Regions from separate parts of the Sorghum bicolor genome. Here region 1 is linked to region 2. A link is a contact called in public HiCAR-type data. All regions are on one chromosome and are shown on one strand. Each heading gives the region's core, a stretch centred on a gene start, on an enhancer-like site or on the middle of the called end of the contact. The rest is flanking DNA. Distances are from core to core; before and after follow the strand shown. Region 1 holds the start of LOC110435376 (protein NRT1/ PTR FAMILY 4.5-like). Region 2 holds the start of LOC8071812 (ATP-dependent (S)-NAD(P)H-hydrate dehydratase).

Evidence for each region. HiCAR-type assays count read pairs that join an accessible place to other places.
Region 1: a contact with region 2 is called in a HiCAR-type map of leaf, with 10 times the contacts expected there. The contact joins the promoter of LOC110435376 here to the promoter of LOC8071812 in region 2. A contact is called at or near these places in 1 of 4 Hi-C or Micro-C datasets (leaf) and 1 of 1 datasets of contacts at active chromatin or transcription factors (leaf).

What each region holds. Positions count from the first base shown.
Region 1 is chr5:20,303,095-20,306,363 of Sorghum_bicolor_NCBIv3, forward strand. LOC110435376 (protein NRT1/ PTR FAMILY 4.5-like) reads left to right here and starts at 1,574. Exons shown (of 5, transcript XM_021460872.1): 1 at 1,574-2,102; 2 at 2,511-2,728. The coding sequence starts at 2,012.
Region 2 is chr5:20,091,450-20,094,713 of Sorghum_bicolor_NCBIv3, forward strand. LOC8071812 (ATP-dependent (S)-NAD(P)H-hydrate dehydratase) reads right to left here and starts at 1,882. Exons shown (of 13, transcript XR_002453432.1): 1 at 1,509-1,882; 2 at 365-441; 3 at 187-296; 4 at 1-71.

The DNA of each region.
Region 1 (3,269 bases), core at 324-2,823, 210 kb after region 2:
AGGTCTGGTGTGATCAAAATAATATTTGTTTTTTATTACAATTGTATTATGAAAATGCAATATTACTATGGGCTTGTCCAAATCGTTGGTGATATGGAATCAACCGACAATGGTGATAGTGACAACACCACTAAAAAACAAAGCAACAACGGCGATGGACAATACAAGACCGCCGGGTCAAACACAACTACGATGGTGAAGGATAGGACTTCACCGCTACATAGTACGCTAGACTAACATTGATACCACCATTGATCAACACCACTGGATCAAACGGCAACCGGCTGTGCTGGTACCTACAGCAAAACCAGATTATAACCCGAACCGACATTGATGTCTCGTTCATCGCTGCAGGATGGTTTGTCCAACCGACATTGTTGTCTCCATCATCACCACCAGATAGTTCGCAACACCGATGGTGGTACATGACCAGTTGTTGTCGGATCAAGCTCTGACACGGCAGTGAAGGTAACTGACAACACCGCCGTATTGTCTGCTAATCCGGTGGTGATGAACAATATCACCACCGACTTCGGAACTGGCGGTGATCATCGGGCTATCACCAACGACGGCCAAAACTATCAGTCAAGGAGGGTTTGGAACCGGTGGTCATAAACTTTCTATAGTAGTGATTGACTAGTTTCTTGCTGGGTGCAATGATCAATTCGGCTAGATACCCCATAAGTTTGCAGAAAAACTTCCTCCCATAGTCGAGCGAGCCACCTCTAGCCACCTCTAGCACCGAGCAAACCCAAGATCTAGTCTACCTCAATTGCCCTCAATGCTCGTGGAGGGCAATGGGTTGGAGGGATGACTGCCCTCAAAACGATACCCCGAGCAGATGCCCCACTAGAAGATGGAAACCTGACCTCCCAAACTTAAATGGGTAGTAGCAGGGAGACCTCTTTGGGAGTTTTGGCTAAAAGCCGTAAGAACACGATAGTACGAGATGGGGGACACAACAACGAGCAAATATCACTGGGTTGCCAAGCTGGCGTTGGTGTGGGCCAGGGATGATGGAACAGGATGGATAACTTGGCATCGGTGAGACGTAGCTTGGACAGGTGCTCTTAAATACTCCCTCCGTTCCAAATTATAAGTCATTTCAAGAATCTTGGAGATTCAAAGTTTTTCAAGTTCGACCAAATTTATATAGCAAAATAATAAGATTTTTGGTACCAACCAAGTATCATTAGATTCTTTGTTAGTTATATTTTTATAGTGTACCTATTTTATAACATAAATCTTTATATTTCTCTTTATATTTTTGGTCAAACTTGAAAATGATTTGACTCTCCAAGATTCTTAGAATGACTTATAAATTGGAACGGGGGAGTAAGAGATAATCTCAAGAGGAGGGTATATATATTGGGTTGAACAATTACTGTTGGAGATAAATGCAATTATAATTATGCCCTTAACAAAATAACTTTTATTTCAACGATTGCCTTTTAAAATCAACACCAGCTATTTACATACAAAAATACCTAGAGAAATACCGGCTTCCCAGCACCAACCACTGTAATAAAGCTCATAATTCAAAGGTTGGGACCCGAGGTAATGACATTTGCATATACTTTTTTCCCTAATCCATGGCTGAGTCTACAAAAGAGAATTTCAGGATCCCAGTCAACAAATGTGTTGTAATCCACAGTTTTATAGGATGGAGACGTATGAGTATTCTTCAACAAGCACAGATTAAATATTATTCATCAAGACACGATCTTTGTCTTTGTTGGTGTCGTTTCACTGTCCATGTAGTGTTGGACATCATTCGCCAGGATGGTTTCTTCCTCGCTGGACAGTGGACACTGGCTTCCTTTTGTTAAGGCTCCTTTCAGACCTGTTTCCTTCATCGATCTGCCGAGAGATCCGCCGCTCCGCTACACATAGCACGAGGCTTGAGCCAACAAAAAAGCTTAGATTGCAGAGCTAATCTGTAAAATTTGAAAAAACACACACAGCACGCACGCACGCAGAGAGAGAGAGAGAGAGAGAGAGAGAGAGAGAGATGGGCGGTTCATCAGGCCTTGTGGACTGGAGAGGACGGCCGGTGAACCCCAAGAAGCACGGAGGAGTGAGAGCTTCAATCTTCATTCATGGTAGGCCAGTAGTACTAGCATAGCCTCCATAGTCCACACTTCTGTTTCTTTTGAGCGCTCTCAGACCCTTGCTCATAATGTGTTGAGTCCATTGATTGTCGATGACAGAAAGTTCCCTTTTCAGAGTGTTCCAGAATCTGCTTTCTAATAATCTAAAAGTATGGACACACGACACCACACATCTGGTTTTGATAGCTTATTGTAATGTCTTCTTTAGCTAGGTTGCTCATCTTACCTACTTCTGTTTTTCCCCCCCTGTTTTCTCCAATAATTCAGACAGACGTGACCTATTTTGTTTCACTGGACTGACATCCCCATATATACTTGATCTTAGCAATCGGTTTCTCTATCAAACGTTCCGTTCCTCATGCATGCTCACAGTTTTTACTTGTTCGTCTTCCCCTGCAGCGCTGGTGCTGCTCAGCAACGCAGCCAACATTGCCAACATACTGAATCTTGTAAGCTACCTGCGGGAGGAGATGCACATGGATGTGGCGAAGGCCTCAACGATAGCGAGCAACTTCTTTGCCGCGCTGCAGATGTTCTCCATCCCAGCAGCCTTCCTTGCTGACTCCTACGTCAAGCGCTTCTACACTGTCCTCATCTTTGGCCCAATCGAAATACTGGTATGGTCTAAGCTGTTACTCCATGTTTTTTTCTTTTTCCGAGAAGATGCCTCTATTTTTAATTGATCCTTCTAAGGTATTACTTGTTCAGGAAAAAAATAATACTCTTGTACAAAGTCTTGTTCTATATATGCTCAAAAGTTTGTTTGTCATGTGATCATGTCAACTAGTTGTGTTATTGTGTAGTGGAGACATAGTCTTGTCATTTTCATCTTTGTTTGATCGTCACTAGCTCTTGTAATAATTGTCAGATTGAACGAAAAACAAGAAGAGTGGTACAAAACGTGCTCATGCACTCAGATCCGATCCAGTCTACAAACATGCTCTTGCACATGTCATGTCACAGGCTTGCATTTCAGTGAAGTGGTACAAGACCCCAACTATATGTTGGGATAAGATGTTTTATTTTCTGTATGAATTCTAATGTCAGTCTCACAATATGTAGATGTAATACCTCTCTGTTTCAAAATAGTACGTACCTACAAAAACTAGATTGTAATTTTAAAATGCAGGGAATAGTAATGAAGTTGACGCTGAAGCT
Region 2 (3,264 bases), core at 632-3,131:
AATCAAAGCGCTCCATCCATTTTCCAACTTCAGTAAGAATCTTAGAAGAAACAGATGCTCGTTCATCATCCCTGCCAAGATGATTTACAGAATGATATTCTTATATAAACATTAAAATGCTGCACCGTGAGATTGCAAACATAAACGAAACTTCAGTTAACGTTAAAAAAAAGAAACTTCAGTTACCTTACACTGTAAGATTCTTCTAATATTGGATGTACAATTAGTTCAGGGCTATAGCTCTTAATTACTGTAGCAGCATCTTTTGTGCAGAAAACATGTGAAAGATCTGCACCCTGAAAGGCATAATGTGAAATATTGGTAATGATAGCTTTAAGTGATGGAACTTTTAGATGATACTGACAACTTTCAAGGCAGAGATAGCGGCAAAATAAGGAGCACCAGTGTACTCACGACATCCTCCGATTACTGCTATCTTCCCTGAGAATATAATCATACATAACATAAGCAACTTTCAATAATAACAGAAATTTCATTTGACACACACCAGAGTTAAGATTCAACAATTAACAAAAATGAAAATAATATAAGATGCATATCCAAAAAAAAGACAAAAACAAAAATGTAAATTCATTTAAATATCCTCATGTTTTGTACACTAATAGCTCTAGCTTAAAATTACTTCTATATGCGACAACACTATACCCAGTAAGAAGCTGCCACAGGTTTCCCGACCCTGAGCATGTGCATTATTATGACTTCTCTACGGCTGATTACATCACAACAAGCAAGCCCACCCTGGGACCTTAATGGCCGGTGAACACTGTGGTTAAACTGAACCCACTTAGGGCCTGTTTGGCAGAGCTCCTAGAGCTGATTCTCTGCTGAATCCAGCTGGAGCTCTGCCAAACAGTTTTTTAGAGAGAAGTGATTCTCCGATGATTCCGTGAACTGATTCTCTGCAATGAACTAAGAGTTTGAGAGCTAGAAAAAGTAGCTTCTCCTACTTCTGTAAAGTGATTTTATGCTAAAGAATCAAAGAGAGCCACAGAATTACTTCTCTTAGAGAATCAGTTTCCATAAAGAATCAGAATCAGATAGAGCTCTACCAAACAGACACTTAATATCCATCATGAACTTCTGTCACATTCCCACATACCGAACAAGGACTTCTATTTCAACACTAACCAATGCCCCTGAATTTGTTTCAGTGGCAGAGAGAATGAACTCCTTAGCTCCAGAGAAGGGTTCTGACACTTGGGCCTACAGAACTCGAATTGAACAGAATCCAAACCTAAAATTGTACAGCGAGCTCGGATGAGTGTCACCCCTAGTGTTGTTTACAACATGGGAGAACAATGAACCACCGTCCCCGAAACAACCACCAATAGCCTGTCGACTGAACCCAGCATCCCAGAGCGCTCCACTGAGCACCAGGGAATTCCATCAAACACGCTGCGCGCATCAGCAGCCCGACCGCAAGAAACACACTCGGACACAAAGCAGAGCGCGTGAGCAGACCAAGATGGGCGGGCGGCGGTACCGACCTGCCTGGCCCTTGTGCCTGGCGCGGTCGAGTGGCGGCGTGATCCGGCGCACGACGGCCTCCGCGTCCGCCTCGTACACCGTCCCGGCGGACGCCGCCATCGCGTGGTTGGTCCGGACCCGGAGGAAGCTGGAGCACGAGGGGCAGGATGGGGGAAAGCCGGCGACGGAGGAGGGGGCAGGCGGGGAAGGGAGGAGGGAGCGGAGCAGGACGAGCTGCCTGCGGAATGCCGGGGAGGCGGCCCACATGCGCCCCCGGAGCGGCTGCTGCTGGTGTCGCCACGCGTGAGGGCACGCGCCGGTGGGCCGGCTCATCAGGCTTTCCTGCCGTGGGAATCGAAGGCAGTGGATTCTAGAAACCGCTGGCGCGGTGGACAGTGGAGAGTGGTCAGTATTTTGGAGCTCCGCTGGGACGAGAAATTTGGATATCTCGCGTTCCGTAGTTTTATTATCATTTGTAATATTGATTTCGTAAAAATAGAACTCCTTTGTCACTTGATTTTCATATCAATTTCTGTACTTTTCTCTTTTATAATCTCTAATTATATTTAGCACTTGAAAGGACACCTTTGTCCTTGTTAAATTTGCTCCATTCTGTTCGTTTGCGGGTTACCCGTTACCTACGTACTCACGTTCATGGGCGCCGCCGTCTGTTTTTTTTTTTTTTTTTTTTTTTTGACAAATAGCATTTCATTCATCTTAGCGGCACGAAGCTGCTATGCATCGGCACTGAGATAAGTGAGCTTTATAGAAGCATTCAACCAAGGATGACTGAAAGAGCTTGTCTAGCTAAGCTGTCCGCAGCTAGGTTCTCTAAGCGACTTATCTTGTACAAAAATGGAAATGAGTAAAATGGATACAGATGCTATATTCTTGTGTGTAGGTCTTCATTCTAATCTTGTCCTGGGTTGGCTCCGGCTAGCTTCGTGGCCGTCGCCGTCTAAGCTGGCTGGCGCTGATGCCCGGCCGTTTGGTGGCTGGCCATCATAACATTTTCATACTCATTATTTATACTGAGAAATGTATTCTAAAAAATATTACCATATATTTATTGGATAAGTGATACTTTAATAAACTAGATAATGATGCTATTTGTATTTTTAGATCCTGTTTGGTTGCCTTTGTTAAACTTTGACTCTCATCATATTAAATGTTTAGACACGTACGTAGACTTCTAAATATAAAATATTTACGAAACTAAAAATATAGCGAGAGAGTAATTTGCGAGACGAATTTTTTGAGACTAATTAGTTTACGATTGGACACTAATTGCTAAATAAAATAAAAATACTACGATACCAGTTAAACTTTAACCCCTCCAACTAAACACGCTGTCTTCTTCCATAATAGTAGTCTTTCTGCTATTTTTTTCATTTCTTTTGTTCCCATAATAGCACTCTAATTAGCTAGTTAAAAATAGTTAATGCTTTTTTGTTTACTCTCTTTTTAAATTGATCTCCATTAACACCTATATTATTTCATTATTTGGGATTAGTATTTTTTTTATTATTGTGATTTTTTTCTAGCCCAAGAATTGGATTGATCATCATATGAGGTTAGAGACCTAGGGCTAATTAACTTTGTTCTTTTTTTTCTCTAAAATATTTTTGTATTCTTTTTCTAGTTTTTAGTTTTCTTTTGTATTATAACATAACACATTCATTTGGTTGTTAAGTTTTGACTGCGTATATATTTCGTATATCGGTTCCAACCCCTCCCCCCGGCCTTATGTGTAAATCTTGGCTCTGCCAGGCGCTG